4 separate regions of the Mus musculus genome follow, and regions 2, 3 and 4 are each linked to region 1. The links are chromatin contacts, called in public promoter capture Hi-C maps. All regions are on one chromosome and are shown on one strand. Each heading gives the region's core, a stretch centred on a gene start, on an enhancer-like site or on the middle of the called end of the contact. The rest is flanking DNA. Distances are from core to core; before and after follow the strand shown.

Evidence for each region. Promoter capture Hi-C pulls out the DNA fragments that hold promoters and counts their contacts.
Region 2: a contact with region 1 is called in a promoter capture Hi-C map of pre-B cells. The contact joins the enhancer-like site here to the promoter of Ikzf1 in region 1. A contact is called at or near these places in 10 of 39 promoter capture datasets (the C10 cell line, the HPC-7 cell line, cranial neural crest and 6 more), 1 of 15 datasets of contacts at CTCF or cohesin (CD8 T cells), 21 of 484 Hi-C or Micro-C datasets (B cells, the G1E-ER4 cell line, the MNK3 cell line and 14 more), 7 of 115 datasets of contacts at active chromatin or transcription factors (the 230-238 cell line, the SCID.adh cell line, T-cell acute lymphoblastic leukemia and 4 more) and 5 of 9 other capture datasets (adipose tissue, embryonic stem cells, liver and 2 more).
Region 3: a contact with region 1 is called in a promoter capture Hi-C map of hematopoietic stem and progenitor cells. The contact joins the enhancer-like site here to the promoter of Ikzf1 in region 1. A contact is called at or near these places in 9 of 39 promoter capture datasets (the C10 cell line, the HPC-7 cell line, HPC-7-derived erythroid cells and 6 more), 2 of 15 datasets of contacts at CTCF or cohesin (CD8 T cells and large pre-B cells), 9 of 484 Hi-C or Micro-C datasets (the 63-12 cell line, CD8 T cells, DN3 thymocytes and 6 more), 11 of 115 datasets of contacts at active chromatin or transcription factors (the 230-238 cell line, CD8 T cells, the HPC-7 cell line and 7 more) and 4 of 9 other capture datasets (adipose tissue, bone marrow-derived macrophages, liver and 1 more).
Region 4: a promoter capture Hi-C map of pre-B cells shows a contact between it and region 1. The contact joins the enhancer-like site here to the promoter of Ikzf1 in region 1. A contact is called at or near these places in 9 of 39 promoter capture datasets (the C10 cell line, the HPC-7 cell line, cranial neural crest and 6 more), 1 of 15 datasets of contacts at CTCF or cohesin (CD8 T cells), 4 of 484 Hi-C or Micro-C datasets (CD8 T cells, bone marrow-derived macrophages, pre-B cells and 1 more), 7 of 115 datasets of contacts at active chromatin or transcription factors (the 230-238 cell line, CD8 T cells, the SCID.adh cell line and 4 more) and 3 of 9 other capture datasets (adipose tissue, liver and pancreatic islet).

What each region holds. Positions count from the first base shown.
Region 1 is chr11:11,684,545-11,687,345 of GRCm38.p6, reverse strand. It overlaps Ikzf1 (IKAROS family zinc finger 1), which reads right to left and starts at 1,421. Exons shown (of 8, transcript NM_001025597.2): 1 at 878-1,421. It overlaps Gm11999 (predicted gene 11999), which reads left to right and starts at 1,711. Exons shown (of 4, transcript NR_166812.1): 1 at 1,711-2,056.
Region 2 is chr11:11,784,111-11,787,185 of GRCm38.p6, reverse strand. No RefSeq gene overlaps it. Among named protein-coding and RNA genes, the nearest start is that of Fignl1, 23 kb to the left of the region's middle. Within about 2 kb of position 1,510, at least 17 of the 459 cell types and tissues checked have an H3K27ac peak or open chromatin away from gene starts, as enhancers often do. A contact at or near this core is called in the SCID.adh cell line, adipose tissue, beige adipocytes and 3 more, where this site is marked.
Region 3 is chr11:11,586,098-11,589,057 of GRCm38.p6, reverse strand. No RefSeq gene overlaps it. Among named protein-coding and RNA genes, the nearest start is that of Gm29945, 30 kb to the right of the region's middle. Within about 2 kb of position 1,432, at least 18 of the 459 cell types and tissues checked have an H3K27ac peak or open chromatin away from gene starts, as enhancers often do. A contact at or near this core is called in the 230-238 cell line, the 63-12 cell line, the G1E-ER4 cell line and 3 more, where this site is marked.
Region 4 is chr11:11,759,796-11,762,853 of GRCm38.p6, reverse strand. Ikzf1 (IKAROS family zinc finger 1) reads right to left here. Exons shown (of 8, transcript NM_001025597.2): 7 at 1,501-1,635. Among named protein-coding and RNA genes, the nearest start is that of Fignl1, 48 kb to the left of the region's middle. Within about 2 kb of position 1,568, at least 5 of the 459 cell types and tissues checked have an H3K27ac peak or open chromatin away from gene starts, as enhancers often do. A contact at or near this core is called in pre-B cells, where this site is marked.

The DNA of each region.
Region 1 (2,801 bases), core at 172-2,671:
TACAGGTAGGTTGGACCAGTAAAGGGCTATTTCCCTAACACCAGTTTGGTTCTGTAAGTTTAAAACAAGGCAGCTCAAAGATGAAATAGGTTGTCTGCAGCAGGGAGAGAAATTACGTGTGGGTTACTTGAGCAAAATAGCACATTAAAATTCAATCTGGGTGGGCTCCTGCCCGAAAGAAAACAGAAAATATTTCTGGCTCAGACCTTTTGAATTGATGCCCCTTTGGGTCACCAGATGCCATATCCTGCACTTCCAAATTAGAAGGAAATCGAAGGCTCATAAGATACCTTGGGAATCACCAGTGATGCTTAGCAATTTTAAAAAGCACATTTCAAATAATGTGCAAGCGTCCTGATGCCTATTTGATAACAGGGTCTCCTTGCGATAGTCTCATGACCTGTGATCAGACAGTGCGATGAGAAAAAGTATGTGTTTCAATACTCAGATCATTTTTGTTTTGCACAAAGCAAACTCAGACAGGATCTTATCAGTAAAGCAAATAGCTCTCGCATCGAAAATAAGGAAAGTCTTTACTCATGAGTTTGAAAACGCTGGCTTCCGTAATCTCGATAGATATGTCGATATAAACCTAAACATAAAAGCAGGACATTCTCTTCGTGGGACCCCGGGCTACTCAGAAGTGCCTCAACTGGCCTGGTCTGCACCTGCAGCCCCAGCCTAAAAAGGCAGAGGCTTTGACCTAAGTCAACGCTCTCACAGTCCTCAGAAAGAAAAAGATAGACGTGAGCGACACGGACACTATGGATTTCGAATGACTTTCCTTTCTTTCCTATTCCTAATTGAAAAAAACAAAAACAAAAATCCACCAGTTATCCCAAGTTTTTCTACTGAAATTTAATTCGAAAACACTCACGTGGATTTGTGCGCCGCGCTTTGGGGGCCAAGAATGATCCTGGGGCGCGAAGAGCAGCCGGGGATCTGGGGGCTCCTGCACCCCGCGGGACCTACCGGGTCTCCGGCAGCCGCGGCCGAGCGTCCCGGGATGGGCTGTACTGCGCCGGGCTGCCCCTGTCCCCGGCCCGGGCGCGGCCGCGCAGGCACTTGTTAGAGTGCCCTGCTAAGTTGGCTGCGGAGCAATTCCCAGCTTTCTTTCACAATGACTTCCTCAAGTTGCTCACTCGCATTGTTCCCCATTTCTCGCCACACTCCCCGCCCCCCGCGGGCTCCGACCCGGCTCCGAGCCCCTGGCAGCCCGGCTGTCCCGCACGACAGCGCCGCCCCGCTGCCGGGGCACCTGGCCCGGGCTCACCGCGCCGCCACCTGCGGCAGCCCGGAGCGCGCGCCCCTCGCCCCGCACCGTGCAAACTTTGGGTTGGCGCTTGCGACTCGCCTCCCGCTCGGCTTGTCCCACAGCCCACCCGGCCTGCGCGCACGGCACGCGGCTTCGGGACCCTGACGGGGACACTGAGCGGGTCAGAGGGAGGCACCCTCCCGTCCCGCGCCCGCCCTCGGGTCCCGCCTTCAGACGGCAACTCCGCGACCCGCCGGGCCGCGCACACAAAGTTTGCAGCCGCACGGGGCTCGGGCCCGGCCGCCGAGGGTAGCCGGGCGGCGGCGGGCACCGGCCGTACCTGCTGGCGCCGCCGGCGGCTGCAGCCCGCTCGCCCGCGCCGGGCCCGCTCGGCGCGCCGCCGCCACCCCCGCGCGCAGCGCGCCCGGGCCCTCCCCTTGGCGCCAAGCTTCCTCATTCCAGCGCAGCATCACGCCGCTGCCCCGCGCGGGATGCGGCGGCCCGCGCTTTGCCCGCGGGCCGGTCCGGCTCAACCGCGCCACTGCGGGACCCGCGCTCGACCCGCAGGGGTGCGGCACGTGCGGGGCCGGCGGGGAGGGGGAGGGGCCTCCCTGCCGCAGCGCCACGCGCGGGACAGCCGGGACAGCCGGGCGGTCGGGACACAGGCTCACTCGCCCAGTCGGGGAACACGGGACACTGTAAGGCACTTTCCCCGGTGTCTAAGAGCAACCGCTGCAAGCGCACAGCCGAGTCCCTGAAACTGGGACCCGTGGGCTCCCACGTTCGGGCTCAGACCCCAAGGTACTGATGCCCACCCTAGGGGGTGGGAAAAGTTGATCCTGTGCGAGTGAGGAGAAGGTGCAGTTCATTTTCCCAGACAACCAATGGAATACCTCTCGCGTCTCTTCCCTCCCACCTGCTCACAGAAGAAGTTAGGATGGCGCCTTCCATCCCGGCCTGTGTGCACACGCCAGCGTGGAAGGGGTCTATGGACAGAGGTGGGAGCAAGGCAATCCTACACCATGCTCCACGGCGCCGCAGACCTCTCCCTGGCGTGTCAGGCACGGAGTGCCTGCGTAGAGACAGGACTGCAGCCTCTGATGGTGCTCACACTCTACAAAGAGCCCATCGTCTTTCTGATTAGCTGGGCCACACCCGAAGGGGGCCAGACAGGCGTTAACCCTGAGCACAGAGGGAGAATCTTTAATTCCATACACACTGCCTGGTGTCCCTGCCTGGGTAGGGTGGGGGTGGCGGTGGCCTTGCCTCACCACTTTTCAAAACCACTTAGAAAGGCACAAAATAAAACTCTGGAGTACCCTTGAGAGGAGTGCAGGCAGCTATAGTGTTTGGGAGGAAGGCTCTGGGCCTCAAAGGGATAGGTTGTGCTGGTGGAAAGGAAGACACAGGCTTCCCAGGTGGCAGGAGGAGTGAGCCACAGGGACAGGCAGAAAATGTGACTCCAGGGCAGCTGAGCGTGGTCGGGGACACAGCTGTCCAGATAGTTGTGGCCTGGCTGCCATAACAGGACCCATGCACCTCGATG
Region 2 (3,075 bases), core at 261-2,760, 100 kb before region 1:
TGATCATGTCTTCCTTTAATGTTTTTTTTTTTTCATAGAAAGTTTTAGAAAGTGTTTTATATTCTTTAATTAGATTATAAATTAGTGGACTTCTATAAGGCTTCTTCATGCATCCTTCTCCCCATCACCCTGTTCCCATCCCTACTTGAAACTTTAACTATCCCCCTGTTCTCTTATGTTGTCCTAGGCCTATTATCTCTCTGATTTTATATTATATATAATATATAACATGCATATACATATATATTACATGTATACTTTTTGAAATGGGATCTCACTATGGAGTCCTAGCTATCCTGAAACGTGTTATATAGACCAGGCTGGCCAAAAACTCACACAGATCCTCCTGTGTTATATAGATCAGGCTGGCCAAAAACTCACATGGATCCTCCTATCTCTGCCTTCCAAGGCCTAGATTAAAGGTATGCACCATCACACTGGGCTTAATGGTATTCTTTTACTTGATCCATAAAGCCACAGATTTCCATATGGCTTCTACATACATCCTTCATTTTGGTGACGTTTAAGTGTCTGGTGGCATAGGCCTGTAATTTACAGTTGCTTGTTAGGCTAAGGAAGGGTGACTGCTTCACTTGTGACAATGCAGCTCAGGTAATAAGATGCTTAAAGCCCAGGTGCCATGCCTAACACCACACTCCTTCTATTTGCCGGGTGTTAGATTTCCAGCAGATGGGTTTCTCCTGCAGGTTGTCTCTCTAGTGGTGACATGTGCTTTGAATCCAGTCTGAGTGAACTGTTCTCTTCCAGGCCAGGGGGGTATGGTGGGAGTGTGGAGATGTGGGAGGGAGGGAGTGGCCAGCTCATTCAGCAAACACAAGCTTAAGGGCTCTGTGGAAGCACAGTCCTTAGCACAGAGACACTTCACTGCATTACCCTTGCTGGGGATTGCACCAGCACTGCCTTCATACCCTGAGAGCCATAGCCAGAATGTATTCATTGTGTTTTGGTCCATGAAAGGGGTGAGGGTCTTATAGGCTACACAGGTACTCCCTGCAGACCACAGGCTATCTAGGTACAGGCTTGGGGTTAGGGTGTTCTGAGTGTGAGAATGGCTGTGACTTTCTCAAATCCCTTTGCTGCAGGGACCTTGAGAAACGGGGTGTCATTCAGGGGACTGTGCAGGATGGCCATACTAGGAGGGCTTGGGCCTTAGGATGGAAGCTTCCAGAGCTCCTTCCTGCCCACCTCTGCAGCCCAGTGGAGCCAGAATGCTCTGTGGAAGGACCTGCTGCTGACTGTAGTCAGTGTGTGTTGCACTTGGTTGCTTGTCTTCAAGCAGAGCTGCCAGGACAGCTGAAGTTGCTGGGACAGAAGGAGAGCTGCAATGCAAATACCTCTGGGAGGCCCGTGGAGTCCACAGAGTGAATGTGTGGAAATCGTGGCTTTCACAAAGAACATTTCTCTAGCTGCAGAGGAAATTAGGCAAGCGGTTTCTCTAGGAGAAGCAGAAGCAAGTGGAAAGTGATTTGCCTTCCTTTCCTCTTTCTCCCCCGGGAGGAGGATGATCCTGCAAGAACTGCCTAAGAGGCCTTTGCTTCCCTGTTTCTACAGATCCCACCCTCTGCCTGCTGGCCATTAGAGTTTCTCTTTTGCAGGTTGCTAGCTGGTGGGAGGGACTGGAGGTCACAGGAACCCACCAGGGCTCTGATGCAGCACTCTGAGCTTCCAGGGTCACCTCCACCATCAGCACTTCGAGTGGGACTGGCGTGAAGCAGAGGACCTTAAGCAAGGGCCATTTTCCTCCCAGGCAGAGTAAAAGGTCTATTCGCAAACAGAAGCGAAAGTTGCTGCAATCTTTAAACAATGAGTTAGGATTAAAACAGAATACAGTAGTCCAGGATGGCTTTCTGGGAATCTTATTGCAAGGGCATGGCTTACTTTGGAAGGAAATTTGACAGGTATCCACCTTCTGTGCCATGTACTGTGCTAGACCCTGGAGAGTCCCAAGGAGCAAGGCAAACAGCTACCGATCAGCTCTACCTCACAGAACTTGCTACATGGATGGAAATGCTTCTTGTTTGTATGATCCAATGTGGATGGCAGCGAGAGCCACAGCCAGAGCCAGAGCCAAATCCAACTTATTGAACATCTAGAATGTTTGCAACCAAGAGGTTGAATTTCCAGTTCTAATTAATTTTAATTAAGTTTGAATAGCTATACTAAGTTCATGCCTATGGCACAGCATTGTTATAACAAAATTTTCTATTTGGGGAATGAAATGTTTTTCCCTGTCTTTCTGGCATCCCACGTTACAGTGATTGGATGCATAGCATCCCTGTCTCCCAGCATGAAGTAAAAAACTCAGATTGCTGTTTGCTTCTGCCAGGTGTGACTTTCCAACATTTCTGTACTTTATTTTTCCATGGCCTCAGAATATCCCAAAGCAATATATGTATATACCTTGCATGCACTATTGCTATGGTGAGAATTTATCACCCCTTGACCCCTTTTAATGCTCAGTATAATCTTGCTGACATTATCATGTGTCAGGCTGCCCACTGGGTCCTTGGGGTGGTGAAAGGTGTAGCTTCCACTAGAAGGGCGATCTTAGGTGTGAACCTCTTTTCTCTAAGGAGCAAGGGTAGTAACTCCTTTGTCACATGTTATTGTCATCGCTGCCACAAAAATATTAAGTTTTTCTCTGTGCTTGTCCCATGCAAATGTTCCTCTGATGACTGCATGTCAGTGACTTCGGGAAATCTTTCTGATCCTTCAGATGATAAGAGCTGGTTGATCCCTGGGTGAGACTCTGTAAGGAAGGCAGGGCAGTGAGCAAGGCTGAGTGATGACTTCTAGCAGAGGTCAGGCAGTTGGCTTTTTCCCATCATGGATATTAGGACAAAATCTGTGTAGTCCTCAGTATGACTTTGTTTGCAGCCACACTTTTTATGACACAATATTGGGACTAACAGAAAAACCAATTCTAGGATATGATTTAGGAGACGCTGATAGCAATTTTATTCTGTGTAAAGCTGAAGTCAGGTGTAATGGCTTACAGGACACAGGGCAGAATTCTGGAGGTCCTTGTGGTTCTGAGCAAGTTTGAAAGCTGAA
Region 3 (2,960 bases), core at 183-2,682, 98 kb after region 1:
CTCCTGATTGCCAAGTTTAAAGTTGTGTGACACCATACCTGCCAGCCATTGTATGTAAGGTATGTGTGAGTATGAGTGAGCACATGCCACACTGTACATGTGGAGGTCATAGGACAACTTCAGTGCCACTTCTTTTTAACTGTGGGTTCTGGGGCTTGAACTCAGGTCACTGGGCTTGTGTTTTAACCTAGAGCCATCTCAGTGGCCCTTTTACAGGTTTTTTTTTTTTTGGATTTTCGAGACAGGGTTTCCCTGTGTAGCACTGGATGTCCTGGAACTCACTCTGTAGACCAGGCTGGCCTCAAACTCAGAAATCTGCCTGCCTCTGCCTCCCAAGTGCTGGGATCAAAGGCATGCACCACCACTGTCTGGCTACAATTGTTTTTAAACTTATGATAGTTTCATAATCGATGACATCCAGGAATGAAGAAAATAGACTCCATTTTCTTCCTTGTAAGTCTCGCTTTGATTTTGAGCATGAGCGATTGGATGTATAACAGAGTAATTTGAGATCTTGAGTAATAACGAATGATCATCTGCCTTTGGTAATCCGTAAAATGCAGCCACAAAGTAAGTCTCTGTCTGGAGCCAGTGGAGATCTATATTTACATTTTCGAGCAGGACCTGCTCCCTTTAAACCCCAAGATGCTACTGAAGATCTGAAGAGAGAAGGACACTGCTAATGGGGGTATTTGCTTTTTGTTTTGCTTTTTCATCTAAAAAGAATAATTTTAATCAATTTTTAAGGATTTAACAAAATACAAAAAGGTGAAGTTACCAATAACTGAAACACATAAAACAACAAAGTCTAAGTCCTGGCTGGATAAGAGAAGGGTGAGGAAGATATATGCTATCAAGATCATGTGTGTGTGTATGTGTGTGTGTGTGTGTGTGTGTGTGTGTGTGTGTGTAGTGAGTGTTGTATGTATGTATGTGTATGTTGTGTGTATATTGTATGAATCTGTGTGTTGCGTGTATGCTGTGCGTATGTGTGTGTTGTATGTGTGTATGTATGTGTGTTATATGTATGTGTGTGCATGTGTGTTTGTATGTGTGTGTGTGTATAGTGGTCATTATTTTCTCCCTTGAAATATACAAGTTGAAGAAATGACCAACAATGTATCACTGTCAGGAAGACGTGCAGTGTTGAATCTTACACTGGCTAACTTTCCCCCATGTCCTAGGTGAATCCATGATGAAGAACTCTAAACCCTATACATAAGTCAAAGATGTCTGCAAAATGACTCCAGAAAACCTGCAGCATCCAGGACCATAACCACTCTGTTTCTACATTTGGTTCCAGACAAACAACAAGGCAGGACGCACATGTCAATTTTGATGCTAACTATACTTTTACCTAAGCACAGTGATGTTCAGTGCTTAAGTATGTGGCTTTCCCCTCTGGCTCCCCAGTTTAGAAAGGTCAGCATGTGCAATCATGCATGATGAAAAGAACAAAATGGGGAAGGTAACCTTTGGCTGAAAGTAGGAAATTAATTCTCAGAAGTGCCAGCCTGAAACCCAAATCCTGGTTCCCTGCACCAAAGAATGATGCAATGTGCTTTCTATTAATAGCAACTTAGATAAGTTAACTGGTTAAGAATCGCATGGACTGGAGCTCCCACCTGCTCAGAGGAGAAGAGGGGGGAAGGGTTATGGGAGGGGATGACTGGGTGGTGGACAGTACGCAGGATGTAAAGTGAATAAATAAAAAAAAAATAATCCCCTGGAGTTAGAAAACTTTGTCGAAGATAAAAATATTTGATATTTGAAATGTAAATAAAGAAAATATCTCTACAAAATGAGTTTCAGGACAGCCAGGGCTACACAGAGAAACCCTGTCTCGAAAAAACAAAAAACAAACAAACAAACAAAAATCTAATAAAAAAAAAATTTGATACTTTCCACCCACTTGAACAAGAGTTGGGAACCCCTCCCCTTTCTCCCGGTTTTCAAAGAAGCCAGCCTCCCTCCACTGACAGCACCAGATGCTTACTTTGTTTTAGATCTGGGGACCTATTCCTGTGCATTTCTGCCTGTCAATATGCCTGGTGGTGTGGTGCAATGGGAAGAGCTGTGGCATAGGGTCGGAAGCCTTCCTGAGAGTCCCTCCTCCTCCATTTGTTTACTGTTAAGCCAAGCCATATGTTGGGTTTTTGGAATGTGGGAAGGAAACCATTACAGCCATATAACTCAAAAGTTGTTAAATTATTGTATGTGTTTCCAGCATATTAATAGTGTGTGTATGTGTGTGGGGGGGTATTGGGACACCACATTTGGAACGCTCTAATTTTGAAGCATTGTGTGAGTCTGTCATTGGACTTCATGGCCTTGGGAAAAGACATTTGAGAAAGTCATGTTGGAGGAGGGAGACTGCTTTCAGAGACTGCTATGGTTTCAGTTGCTTTGGGTCTGTGATAGTGCCATTATCTACACAGTGACAGTGGGGGGATTGTGACAGAGGAAGTCATCTCATGGCAGTAGGAAGCAAAGATCAGAGAAAAAGATTGGAGGCCCAGTATCTCTTTGATGAACATGCTCCAAATGACCCAACTTTCCTCAGGCCTCACTTCTACTACTTTCAAATAGCACCACAAATTGTTTCTTTTAATTAATTAATTAATTAACTAATCAATCAATCAATCAATCAATTCATTAACATCCGTCCCAGTCCCCCCCTCACAGAGTCCCTCCCTCACTCTTCCCTCCCCTTCTACTCTGAGAGGGTGGGTTCCCCTGGGTATCTCCCCAACTTGGCGCATCAAGTCTCATGCAGGTTTATGTGCATCCTCTCCCACTGAGGCCAGACAAGTCAGTCCTGTTGGGGAATGGATTCCACAGTCAGGCAACAGCATTAGGGTTGTCCCTGTTCCAGTTATTCCAAACCCACATGGAGAATTAGCTGCATATCTGCTACATGTGTGCTGGGGACTTGGTTCAGCCTGTGTATGCTCTTTGGT
Region 4 (3,058 bases), core at 319-2,818, 75 kb before region 1:
TTTTAAAGATTTATTTATTTATTATATGTAAGTACACTGTAGCTGTCTTCAGACGCACCAGAAGAGGGCATCAGATCTCATTACGGGTGGTTGTGAGCCACCATGTGGTTGCTGGGATTTGAACTCCAGACCTTCGGAAGAGCAGTCGGGTGCTCTTACCCACTGAGCCATCTCACCAGCCCCCGTCACCAACGTTTTATTTGCACATCCTTTGTAGCACAGCTTCCATGGGGTAGCCTTACCAGGGTAGCATTCTTAAAAGCAATTACATCAAACCCTGAACTCTTATTTTCCAGACGTGGCTTTGTCTTTTCTGCAAATGGCACACTAAGCAAGGGAAGTCACAGTTTCCTTCACCAGCCCTACCGTGACCTCCATTCCTTCTACACCAAAGCATTCTTTCAATTACTCCCCATTCTCCTGCCATCTCCCATGTCCAGATAATTTTGACCCATGTCATCTTTATGTGCTCAGCTTCTGCTCCCATTGGGAGCATACCCCTGCTTTCTCTGTGATTCCAAATGAGATGATGCTGCCCAGTTTGGCCCTCAATGACCAGTACTGTTATAGTCAGAGCATCATGGGACAGCTTTACTCACTGCTTTCCAGTGAGTACTTGCGCAAAGCTGGGAAATACCCACTAGTCCTGCTCTAGATCCCAACACCAGCAAAGTAATTTTCCTTGTCTGCCTAGACTCCATGACCCCTTCACTGTATGGCATGCTGCTGAGGTCCTGCCCCTTTCTCAAAGTCCACCTCAGCTTCTCAAACACCTTATTTTTTCTTTCTTGGACATAAGGTTTCTTTTCTTGACAATGATAGTAGCTGATCTTCCTACTGAGGGCTTCTAAAATTTTTTTATATCTGTGGGGGCATTTTATGCTTCCGGTTGCCTTATGAGACACATAAAGAATGGAACCCAGGCTTGGGAAGGTTGGGTCATTTCCCCCATGTTGCCCCCATAGAGTTTACGAGCATCTCTGTTCTGACCTAAAGCTTGCCTTTGAGGCTAGTGATGCCATTCAGGCATCTGTCTCAGCTACTTCCTTGTCCTTACAGTGGTCCGCCTTAGCTGGCAGGCAACAGTGCCTCATGAACAACTCATTCCCTCTGCATTATTCCGCATAGGTAAGGATTCAGTGATCAGAACAGCAAGTCTAGCTGTACCCTTCCGCTGTCTTCTGAGGGGGCTCATTTCTGTTTGGTTCTTATTAGCCCTCACTGTCCTTGGAGGGGAGAAAGAGTTGATGTAACCATGTCAGAGCAGCCACAGAAACATCATACCAAAGGCTCCAAATGCTATGACACCCTATCTAATTCCTGGTAAAAGGTCTATCAGTTTGAATAATATTATTAGAAAAAATTTACAGTATTTAAGAAATAATAAGCTTTTTTTTCCAAAAGGGAGATTTTTTTTTGTTTTCTTCTACTTTCAAATAATTTTTGTCTAGAACACCCACATAATTCTAGGTTAAGAGACAGCAAACATTTAACTCTTACCAAGAAATTTCTGAGGCATAGAGCTCTTACGTTTGGCGACATTGCTTGCCAGCCTGTCCAGGACAAGGGACCTCTCTGCTCCTATCTTGCACAGGTCTTCTGCCATCTCGTTGTGGTTAGTTTCTTCCTTAATGACTAAAGTCAAAGACAGTTAGAGAGGCTAGTTTAGAAATGCTTGCACTTCAAGATCTTGCTGTATTCAGTGTTAACTGCACATTTGTCAAGTGCCAATAAGAGCCGATTTCTCATCCTGCAGCCCCTGGCAGAACCAGCTACAGCAATGCCAATGACTAGCCACCTGCTAGGACCCCATCCTCCACCTGTTCAACCCACATTATCCCTAAGACCAAAATAACAAGCTGCTGTCTACCACACAAGGTTGGACCACAGTGAATTAACTGTGTTACTTTGGAGGGTCTTTGTCAAGATTGCCTTAACCAAATTTAACAACAACAATGAGAACCAAATATCATCTGGTCCAGAAATGAACAAAGGGTCTAAAGTCACAACTCTATAGGGAGCAGTCCCCAACCACACAGCACATGTCTAATGACCACACAGCAATCACACAGGGTAGGAAGCCGAGCAGCCATTAAGGTAAACACAGACATACAGGTTAGCTCATTCCATCTGCTTTTCTATACCAACTCTCCCTGCCCATAAGTGAAGAAGATACAAGTTTGTCTCCTGCATAGTCTCTTCTATCCTGACACCTAGTTTGCAAGGCAGGGACTTCTAAAATATATAATTCCTTCATTCCCCAGGAGCTTAGAGTGTAAAGTGATCAGCTTCTACTTTTTAAACAGCTCTTCCCATACTGTTCCTGCCTTGTGTGTTTCCCTTCTCAGGCCATTGATTTACCATAGGTTTATCTGGTTCTATCTAGTTTATCTTCATGCTCCTCAAAGAGTTCCTTGACCCATAGCTACATCTTCACATAATCCTAGTCTTGTCAATATTTAAATATATTTTTTTCTGATAGATTTTTTTTTTACAATAAATGGATATTCACAATGGCTCAGCCTTCATTCACTCCATCATCTTCTACATCTCCCCCTTGCCCAGGATGACCTGGTAGTTTCTGCCACTTGGGTATTCTGTACCTTGCATGCCCACACAATCCTTATGCATTTTTTATATCGTCACTTTAAAACCTGCATTTCTAGTCAAATACTACTGCTGGCATATTCTGTTAACAGTGAATTATGAGGGTGTCTTGTTAAATAGCTCAACATTCAGCCCACTCTGATTAATAGGAGGAAATACAGAAAGTCATAAAATCTAATTCTAGAAGTCATTCATACATGTGATTTATCAAGCTAATTTACATATCTTCCCTTCTCTCAGGTGCTCCATCTCTCAGGTGACATCATACCACACCTCTGAGCCCAGTACTTTTTCCTCTGTCCTTGGTGCATGTGAGGCTCAGGAGATAGTTCCTTATCCTATGCAGATATAGGCGAAATGTAACAGGTATCCTTAACCTTTTTACTAAAGAAAATCATATTCAGAAAAACAAACCTTACTTTTACATCTCTTGAGCTTACATCTCTTGAGT